Regions from separate parts of the Pan troglodytes genome. Here region 1 is linked to region 2. Evidence: chromatin contacts called from public Hi-C data. All regions are on one chromosome and are shown on one strand. Each heading gives the region's core, a stretch centred on a gene start, on an enhancer-like site or on the middle of the called end of the contact. The rest is flanking DNA. Distances are from core to core; before and after follow the strand shown.

What was found. Hi-C and Micro-C count contacts between places; a contact is called where the count stands out from the background.
Region 1: a Hi-C map of stem cell-derived neural progenitor cells shows a contact between it and region 2, with 2.7 times the contacts expected there. The contact joins the promoter of EZH2 here to the promoter of CUL1 in region 2. A contact is called at or near these places in 1 of 7 Hi-C or Micro-C datasets (stem cell-derived neural progenitor cells) and 1 of 1 datasets of contacts at active chromatin or transcription factors (stem cell-derived excitatory neurons).

Annotation. Positions count from the first base shown.
Region 1 is chr6:164,032,923-164,039,300 of NHGRI_mPanTro3-v2.0_pri, reverse strand. It overlaps EZH2 (enhancer of zeste 2 polycomb repressive complex 2 subunit), which reads left to right and starts at 2,883. Exons shown (of 18, transcript XR_010159047.1): 1 at 2,883-3,462.
Region 2 is chr6:163,848,082-163,854,750 of NHGRI_mPanTro3-v2.0_pri, reverse strand. CUL1 (cullin 1) reads right to left here and starts at 4,231. Exons shown (of 22, transcript NM_001246604.1): 1 at 3,711-4,231.

The sequences.
Region 1 (6,378 bases), core at 1,634-4,133, 190 kb before region 2:
ATATACAGAAATGAGTCGCGAGACATCATGAACCCCACATACAATGAAGTCCTTCTGGAATATTTTCAAATTATCCCCTTTTTCTGCCATTACTGTGGCCTAAACTACCTTGCTTAAATGGACAATGTCATCATTGAATCAAGAAAATACTGTGATCCACTGGCATCCCTTTTCACCCTAGCCTTCATATCATATTTATATTAAATGTCTGTTATATATATTCAGTATCATCCCACCTAGCTCTTTAATGGTTAGAGTCCAACCTACACACTCTTCCCAGTGGTAATGGTTGCTCTATAAAGTTCTTTGTACGTGTTTCTTTTTTTTCCTAACATTCACTTGGTGCCAATAATTATATTTTGTCCAATCACTTTTTTTTTTTTTTTAAGAGATAGGGTCTCACTCTGTTGCTCAGGCTGGAGCGCAGTGATGCGATCATAGCTCACGGTAACCTTGGGATCCTGAGCTCAAGCAGTCCCCCTCACCTCAGCCTCAGGGGCAGGTGGGACCATAGGTACTTCTGTGCCACCACACTCAGTTATTTTTTAAATTTCTTGTAGAGATAGGGTCTTGCTATGTTGCCCAGGCTGGTCTCGGAGCTTCCCACCTCGACTTCTGAAAGTACTGGGGTTACAGGTGTGAACCACTAAGTCTGGCCTGGAATATCTTGATCCATCCATTCCTTGATTCTAAACGTCTAGCAATTTACATGACATTTCACACCATGTTGCAGAGTTATATACTGCTTTGATTTGCTTTATGGTAGTCTCTAATTTCATTGATCTTCCTCTTAAAAAATGCCTTGTTTTAATATTTAGTATTACAGGACTGATAAGTTCAGTAATTTGATAAGCAACTTAGGGATAAGTAGTTAATTTCTGAGGTTTAAATTGCTGGTTTTAAAAAATTGTAAATTGCTGGCCTAGATAGATGCATTTTATCTTGGAGAATGAATGCATTGGTGACTGGAAGTAATGGCAGCTATAATTCGTTACGTTATTTTACAGTCACATCTCAGCTGCATAACCTATTTACTTTTTGCAGTGTTATCACTGATTCACAAGATAATTTTGCTTTTATCTGGGCACATGATTGCTTGTTTCTCCTTATCTTTTAGCTTCCCTTCATATATACTTTCCAACATTGGAGTGATTCAGAATATATGTGAGGAATGGGATGCTGATTTAGGAAAGGCGGGAAAATTATGGGCTAAATCATCTGATGAAAAATTCTGGCCCAGCGCAGTGGCTCACGCCTGTAATCCCAGCACTTTGGGAGGCCGAGGCGGGCAGATCACAAAGTCAGGAGATCGAGACCATCCTGGCTAACACGGTGAAACCCCGTCTCTACTAAAAACACAAAAAATTAGTCGGGTGTGGTGGCAGGCACCTGTGGTCTCCAGCTACTCGGGAGGCTGAGGCAGGAGAATGGTGTGAACCCGGGAGGCGGGGCTTGCAGTGAGCTGAGATGGTGCCACTGCACTCCAGCCTGGGCGACAGTGTGAGACTCCGTTTCTTAAAAAAAAAAAAAAAATTCTGGCTAGTTATTAAATTCATTAAAAATATTTCTTCAGATTTTTACCCCAACAGTTCATAGGTGACCTTTTTTCAGTTTCCAGTATGAACTCTCAATATGGAATCTCAGTTTACATGACAATGGTATTTTACCCCACAGATACATCCTAGTAAAAATAAATTCGGAATACTCTTAACTGCATTGCCACATGAAGCAATAGGAGAGACTGTATCCTAAGCAGAATCCCTCTAATTCCTCTGGGTTGAGGTAGCTTGACCCCCCATAACCAAGATCAATTTTTTTTTTTTTTTTTTTTTTTGAGATGGAGTCTCGCTCTGTCGCCCAGGCTGGAGTGCAGTGGCGTGATCTCGGCTCACTGCAAGCTCCGCCTCCCGGGTTCACGCCATTCTCCTGCCTCAGCCTCCCGAGTAGCTGGGACTACAGGCGCCCGCCACCACGCCCGGCTAATTTTTTGTATTTTTAGTAGAGACGGGGTTTCACCGTTATTAGCCAGGATGGTCTCGATCTGCTGACCTTATGATCCGCCCGCCTCGGCCTCCCAAAGTGCTGGGATTACAGGCGTGAGCCACCACGCCTTGCAAATATCCTCACACTTTGCAGAGGCGGCAAGTGAACAGTGCTCATCTTGATAAAAGATTTTTAACACTGACACGTGCTTAGAACTACGAACAGTGGAAGGGTCTGAAATGGCAGCAATGTCGCCCTTTCACAGGTTTCTAGGGCGATAAGCACTGCAAGCTCGGCCAGCCAAAGTCCAGCGGCGGGGGAAAAAACGGCCAAGGCAGCAGCAGACATAATCAAACAGGGCCCGGGTCGGCGGCGGTGGCTCACGCCTGTAATCCCAGCACTTTGGGAGGCCGAGGCGGGCGGATCACCAGAAGTCGGGAGTTCGAGACCAGCCTGACCAAGACCCGTCTCTACTAAAAGTAGAAAATTAGCCGGGCGTGGTGGCGCATGCCTGTAATCCAGCTACTCGGGAGGCTGAGGCATGAGAATCGCTTGAACCCGGAAGGCAGAGGTTGCGGTGAGTCGAGATCGCGCCATTGCACTCCAGCCTGGACAACCAGAGCGAAACTCCGTCTCAGGAGGAAAAAAAAAAAAAAAAAAGAAGTAACGGGTCCGGCGGCAGCGCGCGGGCCGGGCGAGCGTCTCCCCGCAAACGCGGCGCCACAGCAGAGCCGACCTCCGGGGCCCGCGCCCTCCCCTCCCCGGGCACCACTAGGAGCGGCCAGCCTGGGCCTTGGCTCCGCGCGCGGGGAAACGAGCGCGGCGGTTAAAACCGTTACCACCCCCGAGTTTTGAACTGGTTCAAACTTGGCTTCCAGCCCCCGCCCCGCCCCTCCCCCGCCCGGGAACTCTGCGGCGCCGGTTCCCGCCAAGAGCCGCCGGCGCGTCGTCCCGCCCTTCGGCCGGTTCCCGCCACCTATCCTCCCCGCCTCCCGTCCGCGGCGGGCTCCGGGCCCCCTCGATGTCTCCCGGTCCCCGCGTGCCTGCACACCGCCTTCCTGAGAGGCGCCGTGTGTTCAGCGAAAGAACAAAGAGACGGCGGCGGCGCTTCCACACGGCCAGTGGCGTTCCTTACAGCGAGCCCCGCCGCCGCCCGCGCGCGCACGCGCTGCCAGTGCCCGCCCGCCCACGAGCCCTGATCGCACTCTGCGTGGGGCTGGCTCGGCGCCTCCGAGCCCGGCGGGCCCTGTGATTGGACGGGCGCCCGCCTCGCGTCCCGCCAATCGGGGCGGCGCTTGATTGGGCTGGGGGGGCCAAATAAAAGCGATGGCGATTGGGCTGCCGCGTTTGGCGCTCGGTCCGGTCGCGTCCGACACCCGGTGGGACTCAGAAGGCAGTGGAGCCCCGGCGGCGGCGGCGGCGGCGGCGGCGCGCGGGGGCGACGCGCGGGAACAACGCGAGTCGGCGCGCGGGACGAAGGTAACGCGCCGCTGCGGGCGGCCCGGCCGGCGGGGCTCCGGGAGTGCGAACCGGGCGGCGGCGGCGGCGGCGCCAGGACCTCCCCGCCACTGCTGTGCCGGTCCCGGGTATCGCCGATCGGGGCTCACCGGGGCGCCGCGTTTGTAGGCGTGCGGGGGGCGGAGGGTGAGGGGAGAGCCCCCCTCCCCGGAAGGAGCTGTGAGCTTCGGGCTGGCCCGCGGGACCCTGCGAGTGAGGCAGCGCAGACCCCTGGAGCTGCGGGGCGGGGGGCGTGTGGGGGGCTCCTTTCCCGGTGCTTGTCCTGGCTGGGGTCGGGGCATTCCAGTGCCCGGTCCAGGGTGGCAGCTCGAGCCTCAAGTCTCCTTTGTGTGGCGCGGCCGCGGCGGGAGCGCCCGGGTGGGACGGGACAGACACAAGTTGGTGGGACCCAGCCGCCGAGTCCGCACTCAGACAAAGGACGGACTGTGTCTCCGGAGGGCTCGGCGCGAGGGGAAGGGGCATGACACCCGGGCCCGCCGGCGGGCGGGAGAGGGGCGTGGGGAGGCGCGGGCCGCTGCCGGGGTGGGCAGGGCTCGGCCCTCGCCTCGCGCACGCCCCCGGTCCCGGGCGCGCCGACCCCGGGCTGGGGCCGCGGCGCTCGCGGGACGACGTTCGCGGCGGGGAACTCGGAGTAGCTTCGCCTCTGACGTTTCCCCACGACGCACCCCGAAATCCCCCTGAGCTCCGGCGGTCGCGGGCTGCCCTCGCCGCCTGGTCTGGCTTTATGCTAAGTTTGAGGGAAGAGTCGAGCTGCTCTGCTCTCTATTGATTGTGTTCCTGGAGGGCGTCCTGTTGAATTCCCACTTCATTGTGTACATCCCCTTCCGTTCCCCCCAAAAATCTGTGCCACAGGGTTACTTTTTGAAAGCGGGAGGAATCGAGAAGCACGATCTTTTGGAAAACTTGGTGAACGCCTAGTGAGTTGCCACTTTCTAAAGAATCGTAATCCTTAAACATTACAAGCTGTTTTGGCCAACTTGTGTGATACATCTGAGAATGGCGACAGGTGCTAACGAAATCAACTGTCATTCAGCCAGATTATTCCCCAAATCCCGACGGGTTGAATGAGGATGAGCTGGTAGAAGTAGGTGATCAAAATAGAATGGCTATGACAAATGTGTGTTTAGATTATACAGTTAGCAGTTTCTTATTAATTGGTCTCGTTTTCTGTGAACAATAGCTTTGGTGATTCAGAAAAGACTGGATGGAGAAATGTTTGTTGCCTAAGAAATTTAACGTGTGCTGTCCACAGTTAAACTTCCTTTATCACACAGGATCTGTAACATTTAAATTCATTTGGAAATAAAAATGTGTCTTTGCTATTTACTTAAAGGCTTGCTTTTTAGGGTTCAAGCAAGTTATTATTAGTTTAATTTTGTGGCGTTTTGATGTCATCATAAAACAGCATTTAATAAACCTTTGAAAAACACGAGTGTTGTCACAGTTGAATGTAGTCTATACTTTTAGGGGTTTTGGAGTTTATTTTCTATTACTCTTCATAAGCATTAGCAACTAATTCATGTTTAGGAATACTGATCAAGTGTGTAATCCTAACTTGTTTATTTGTAATTTTATTTGCAGGAAAACAAGTATTTAAGATATATTTTAATTTTCTATTCATGGTCTCTAAAGTTAGGAATAGGTAGGATTCTAGTCATAGATACAAAGCATCTTGTTCTCTCTTTTCGGAGGTGTGTTGGGTGATGTAATATTTAAGGTTTCCCGGAAACAGGAACATTGCATCTTAAATTCTCGTTTTTGTGGAAAGTGAATATATTCCAAGAAAACAAGTTAGAAAAACATAGGCGTTCTTCTGGTTGCACTGTCCTATATGATAAAGATCTAATGTGCATCTGCTAACTTATGGTTTCATAAAAATGGAGACAAATAAATGCAATATAAGTTTATTACATATATTTTGGAGAGTGTTGACACCACTGTACAGGCATTCCAGGTGCTGGTCTAAGTGTTGAGACATTATAACAAAAAAGTAACGTTTATATTAGTTACTATTAATTCTGTATTTAAAAAATCCTATTAATAATCTTGTCCATTATGAGATAAGGTAGTTATGCAGATTTTTGGCAGAAATTCGGATATTTTAGGATACGTGTGTGTGTGTGTGTGTGTGTGTGTGTGTGTGTGTGTATGTTTTTTTTTTTTTGAGACAGAGCCTTGCTCTGTCGTCCAGGCTGGAGTGCAGTGGCTGGATCTGGGCTCACTACAATCTCTGCCTCCCGGGTTTAAGGAATTCCCCTGCCTCAGCCTCCCGAGTAGCTGGAACTACAGGCACGCACCACGACACCCGGCTAATTTTTGTATTTTTAGCAGAGACAGGGTTTCACCATGTTGGCCAGGCTGGTCTCGAACTCCTGACCTGAAGTGATGTACCCGCCTCCGCCTCCCAAAATGCTGATCCAGACGTGAGCCACCACGCCCAGCCTAGGATAAAAATTTCTAACTTTGCCCTTGAGTGTTCTCTGTATTTGATAATTACTATTCTTTGTACTTGCCATGAGATATTTTGAAAAACATCTCTTTGGGGAATTGGTTTAAAAATTCATATTAAATTATTTTCTGGTACAATTGAGAATGTATTTAGTCAGTTTAAGTAGCAGTGACTTAAAAAAAAACACTTGTTGATCTAGTGTAGTTAGAAAAAGTTCTGATACTTTGATACCTAGCTTTGCCTTGCACAAATACATTTAAGTGAATATCTTTATGTTGGCCATTTAAAAATTTTAGGCAAATTTCTCCAAGTCATACTGGAATTTTCCCAGGATACCTTCCTTCTTTTGAGGTAGTGTGCTCAAGGATTCTGAATTTATTTCAGTATTACCCTTTACATGAGCAGTGATTGTGAGAAAGTTGATCTGC
Region 2 (6,669 bases), core at 2,982-5,481:
CTTTTCTCCAGACATACCTAAAAGACAAGTTCAAAATGCAGCTGACAGTCCCCCAAAGACATTTTATTCCAGAATGACTCAAGGTCACTGGCTTTAGGACCTACGGAAGGCTGAAACAGCAAAACAAACAAAAAACCAAGTTCCTAAGTTTTTAAGGCCCTAATATTTTTAATTTGAAGAATGGCAAGTAACAACTCCTCAATTTAAAGTACATTCATTTTAATTTTCCATGCTGAAAGACAGACACCACGCCTCTGGGTATACTGGGAATGACATTCTGATGAATGGCCCTCAGAGACCAAGGGATGGTTCCTCCTACAGCAACTTCCTATCCCACTCCAGCAGAACCATGGGGCTTGCCTCATCTACAAGGAGGAGCCTTAACTACCAAACTGCTTCATTTCAAAGGCAAGGCTGGATACTCAACCTGGGGGGAAAAACCTGATCGTGTTTCCAAAAAAACACCAAACACAAAAAGTAAAAACATCCACACCTTAAAACTAGTTTTAAGGGCGAAAAAAGTTAAAGTTTCACAACCTGTTTTCTTGGCACTTTCCCAGACTTCCATAGGTATAGAAAACCTGGGCATTCTTCTGTTAGGGCCCTGTACTAGATACTGGGGTGTTTCGGGGAGAAGGGAAGTGAAGAGGGAAGGGGGAATAGAAAAGGAGGGATGAGAGAGACGATCAATTTTACTCGAGAAGTGTATAATAAAGCTTGAATTCTTAACCAGCTTAAGCACAACGACTGTGTTTTCTGTAGCCAAAAATCAGGGCATGTTTTCAAACGTTAAGTTTAAGTTAGAATTATTCCAGAAAACTCATTCATTAAAAAAAAGCAACTGAGGCACCACCGCAACCAAGTTCTGTTACTCTGGGGACGCAAAAACAAATAAGGAATATCCCCTGCGCTGGAGGAATTCACAATCGGAAATGTATGGGAAATAAGGCTGTCATGTAGTTAATTACAGCTAGAAGATAATATTCAGTTAAGTGGCAAGAGTCTAATGAACTGTAATATCTAAGGAAACCACGCAGAATCGGCTCAGGCATGCGTGTCTGTCTTCTGATGTGGTACACACATCAGGAGTGGGGGGTGGGGCTGCCTATAAGGACCTGAACATGTGGCTCTCAGGGAGGGAGGCTGTTATAAATTGGTGAAAAACCCTAGCATATCTAAATTTGGTTTGTTTTTTGACAAAATCGTTTTTAAAAGATGAAGCCAATGAGAAAAAAAGTTTAACATATTTAGAAAGCAATTCAGCCATCCCTCTCAAGCTTAAGGAACACTCTCCTGAAACCTCCAAAAATGGGCATTAATAGAGTTAAAGCGAGCCAGTCTTGTGTTTGCATGCTTCGGAATTTGAAATGTAACGCAACTATTTCGACTCACCATGGAAAACAACAAATAGAACCTTCAAGTAAAACATTTTTCAATATCCAAAAACAAACCTTCTTTAAACAAAGAAAAATCTCATCTCCAAATATCTTTTTCAAACAGAATGACTGGTTTTACATTTTAAACATCATTACATATTTTACTACATAATACACTCTCCAGGATTTCAGAAAATCGGGTACATTTTCGGGTGCACCATGAAATGAAGTGTTAAACTTAAAACTGCACACACTTCTGCGAGGCGTTAAGCTATGCTTAGGTCCTAGAAGCTCATGGCTTGAAGTAAAAAAGGAATCTAGTTCCTCTTCTGCCGCTTCGTTAAGTGCATTCCAAAAAGTGTGATCGTTTACTCCACTCAGAACTTTTGACGATTTTAATGCTACTACAGGAAAGAACAATTACACAGAGCAAACAAATATTTAAGTAGACTGCAATTCAGTATTTGCGCACTTACCACTAACCCCTACTACGAACCAGAAGCAACCAAGAGTGACCCAATCGGAAAAGAGAATCCTCTTTTTGGCAAAGCCAGCCAGGGAGAAAACCCTAACTTTGGGGATTCATTTCAAGGAATGTCTACAAGCATTCCTCTCTTTCTTATCTTATGTCTGCGCTACACAATACTGCACGGGTGGCAGAAACAGGGGTCTTTCAGATCTTAGGGGAAAAAAAAGCGATGACCCCCGAGTCTGGGGACCCCAAGCCCCAGCAGCCTGGCGGGCGCACGGCTACCCTCAGGGTCAGGGCGCGCGCTCCCGTTGGGACCGGGGGCGCGCCGAGGCCGCAGCGCAGGGCCCGGCCCGACTAGCGAGCGATAGGCGGGCGCCGGGGGGCTCTGTCCGGTTCGGCCGCCGGGCTAGCATCCCTGCGCGCATGCCCCGGCCCGCTCTCCCAGGAGAACGGGGCAAAAGGGCGACTGTTACCCAATAATAGCGCCCTGCACGTTCGCAACAATGCAGGCGGGGAACCCGAGAGCCGCGGGCAGGGAACCGGAAAACGAGAGAGCCCGGCTCCGCGGCTGCTCCTGCGCGTGAGCCCAGAGCTCACAGGGGAGCACGCGTCGGCCGGAAAGCAGCGCCGGGAAGAAGCGTGGGCGCGAGGGGGCAAGGGCACGGGTCCCGGCGTCCCGCGGAGGTCGCCTCACCAGGCGAGGCGCGGACGCCCGAGCTGCCCCGGGCCACACGTCGGCCCACCCTCCGAGAACCCGGCCCGGTCGCGGCGGGGAAAGGGGCCGGCGCCACCAGGCCGCCGCCTCCAGGCGCGATGAATCGTGCTTTTTCCCAGTGCGTAGTCCAGGCCTGGCCGCCCCGGCCTGTCCGGGGTGACTCAGGGCCCGGCCCCGCTCGCTCCTCTGCCACCTTCGGCGTCCTCCGCCCACGAGTCCCCCGGCCTGGCCGCCATTCTGCCCGGCCGCGTTTCGGCGGCTCAGGCCTCGCCAGGCGCCTGGTTTCGGCCGTCGCGGCCCGAGTCACTGCGACACCGCGGCTCGGGGCCGGGCCTGCGCCGCCGCCGCCGCCACCTCCTCTCGGCCCCGGCGGCTGCCGACACTCACCCGCATCTCTGTGGTGCCCCAAAGGCTCCCGCGACGCCTCCGCCTGGTCCCTGGGCCCCGGCGAAAGCCCCGTCCCGCCAAGGTCTAGCTGCGTCCCTCAGCTACCGGGGCTGCCCCGCCTGGAGCTGCGTGCGACACGGCGCCCGCCTCCTCCTCCTCCCCTGCCCGCCCGGCCCTCCTCCTCCCGCCGCCGCCGCCTGCACCACGCAACCTCCGCCCTCTCGCCTTCCCTGCGCGGCTCCCCGCCCTCTCGGCCTCACCGGCTCCGGCGACCGCGGGGGAGAAGCTGTTGGGGGAGGGCCGGAACGCACCGCCATCGGCGTCCGGGGCGGGGGAGCCGGGAAACCGTCGTCGCCATCGCCCCGCCAGCCCGAGGCGCGGGAGGGGCCCGGAAAGCTCCCGCCCGCCCGCCGCTGCCGGCGGCCCCGGGGGCGCCCCTTCCGCGGCCGAGGCTCCCGCTCGCGTGGGGAGCTTCTACCTGCGAGCCTGCGGCCCCTGCCCCCGACACCCGAGACATCCCCGACCCGGCGCGCCGGATTCTCTGCCAGGTTTTACAGCCTCCCTCGCCTTGGGACCGCCGCGGAGGACCCGTTCCCGCCACTTCGGACCTCGCGAGCGGGGCTGAGCTGCTTGGGTCGGGGACACCACCAGCCTCTGGAGAAACGGCCCGAAGCACCCCGAAGAAGAGGGGGGTCCCAGTCCCCTGCCCCTCCCCTGTGCGCACCCCCACCCCCAGCTTGCCTGGAACCTGACTCCACACCTTTGTCGACCGGGACAGGGACTGGGGGATGCACCCCAGATCAGAAAGTCAGAGGTGGCCCTCCGAATCGGCGCAGACTTCCGAGGAACCTCAGCCAATTCTCGACCCCCTTAACACCTGCAAGGCCTTAGGAATCGGCTCCAGAAAGCTCGAGCTTATCTGCGTGTTTCTTTTTAAAAATCACTTCTAAGATAAAACCTAACTAGGCTTTCCCCTTCAGACTTTCACTAACTCCTGTTTGGCAAATTTTGACATTCACTCTATCCTTCGTCTTTGTAAGGACAAATCAAGACTTAGAAGGCTTTGATTACACATACGGATGGCATGAGTCGTGATATAAAATAATATTGTTTTCACGTGTACTTCGAAGTCATCTCATTTGAAATTAACTGTCATAATTGACTATTTGGAATATTCAACCTAAATACTACCCGCTGCTGTGGTGACGGGGGGTGGAGGAAGCGTGGTGGAACCCGCACACCTAGTGAGGGGTGGCTGATTAATACCACGGCTCACAACATAACAGAGCGGCTCATTCCATGAACAACCCCGGGGGGATTTCGAATTCTATCATCTGGGCAAAAGATGTGATGAGTGTAACTTCCTGTTTTCTCCAAACTAAAACACTACGCAGATTCCTGTACCGCTCTGGGACAGAAATCCTCAGCCAGAGCAGAGGCCGTCCCCAGAGTCCACACTGTTTCCGGCATAAAGTGGGTTATCTCAGAAGAAACATCCCACTGGTCTGTGTGATCCCTCTATTGAAATGTGGTCTTTTATCTACATCTAAGTATCTCTAGAAGTAATGCGTTTGTATGTACTTGTCACTCAGATATGTAATCCCTTAATTTGTGCGGGGTTTTGGGGTGTGAAAAATTCTTGGTTTATATCCTACACTTTTAAATAACCTCGTCAAAACTTACATGTATTTAACACCTTTTTTTGTGAGCACATGGTAAGGTTGGAAGTGAAAATGGAAGGTTTATCCCTGTGGCCCATGTTTTCCAGTGTACCTATGTGGGGTTTTAAAACAATGTCCCAATTTCTTCCTTTTACTGGAGACTGCGTTTTTTAGACAACAACTTATCTTCCTATTCCCTAACCAGTCTTCTCCAATCTTACCATTCAATATAGCCTCCTTTTCTGTGACTTCCTCCAGCTGAATAGAAGGGCTGAGTGGGTCAACCTTCCCTGTATTGTTTGTTTCCTCCACCCTCTCTTTTTCCTTAATAGCAGTATGTGGTCCACCCACACCACCCTCCCTCTTCTCACTGCCTCCATTCCTGGTTCTTAACTCCTTTCTATTCTTTACTCTCCACCTGCCTACACGATCATTCTTAGCAGCAAATGTATTCCATCGACTTTTACGTCCACTTAACATCCAGATTGCATTTACTTTGCGCAGATAACCTTGCCTCCTACCTCACAGGTCAAGGCCACCTGCTGCTCTCTTTCTACTTTAAAACATCCTTCCTCCATCTTTACCCCCCAACTCAGCAAAATTGATGTCTCTCTCGGATGACCCAAAGTTTGGAGGGATAATTAATTTGATAGATGTCAGAATCAAAGTTCAAAACAGTCTCAACAGACTACAACATTAGGCCAAAAGCAATGAAATAAAACATAACTTTCAAATCTAAATATGATGTACTTACTAGCTGGAAAAGCCCAAGTTTTAGATTTTAGCAGACCTTGGTTTATATCTAGTTACCCAAATTTGAGTCATATCCAGTAACTCAAATTACTATCTTTTGCTCTAGTAAGGTCAACTGTTAATTTGAGATAAAAATACCTACTTCATAAGAGTGTGAAGAGTAATTTCTTTATAATTCCCACGTAATTCATGGAACATTCACCAACCATTAGTTCCCCTCCCTTCCTCATCGTCCACAAAGTGGATGTCTCTGTTGCCATTCATAACACATTCTTTAATTCATACAGACCTGGAAACAGACTCAAAATCCTGGCCCATTCACCTTGTATCCCAGAGCTGTCACCATCGTAGAGAAATCCTTTGCCTATTTTGGGTCAGTCATTATCATCATCATACCCATTTTTTCAATGAAAAAACCTAAGGCTCAGAGATGTTAGGCAATTTGCTCCAAATCACTCAGCCTGATCAGTGGCATAACCTGACTCGGTGACTCCTGATTCTGTGTATATCCACTCCTTTACTAAGATATTCTCCCACACTTATGTTGGTCCTTTAGCCTTCTAAATGCTTTTCCTGGTTCTTATCTCTTTATCCTTCCACTTGTGTCGTGACTGATGGCAGATTATTCCTTCTAAACTGATACCTTCATCATTATAATTTTGTCCTTTCAAGCTTCAGTGGTTCCATATTGTTTATAGTGTTCAATCCAAATTTGGACCTGGCACTTAAGGTTTACCAGATCTTGTCCAAACTTGCATTTCCAAATTTATTTCCTGCCACTTCCCAGAAGGAACTCTCAATGCCATCCGGTCCTGTTGGTCGTACTCACTGGCCCACAGATGAGCTGTGAGTCACCATTTATGAGGGCCTCCTTCAGTTGTTCCCTTAACAGATACCGTTTCCCACTTCTTTCCTCCATCTCCAAATCATGCTCACTTTTCAAGATCCAGCTCACACCCCCTCCCAGGAAGCCCACCTTACACCTTCTACCCAAGCTTTGTGATCTCTCCCTGATTGCCTGTTCACATGTTGTGCCTTTAAACTAGGTGGTCTGTGCTGTGGGGTGAGAGACAATTTCCTAACGTTCACCTGCCCCCTCAGCGCTGTGCCCAAACAACACTGAAGCAGATTCCAAGCAAATTTGCTTACTACTGAAATGAAAGGGTACAGGTGTTACTTGATTAACCATATGAACTATTATTTCTAAGACACAGGTAAGTAACTAGCCATCCAGTGCAAAGTGAATTAACAGGATGGTTCTCAAACCTGGCTTTGCTTCAGAATCAGCTGGGGACTTTACTAATT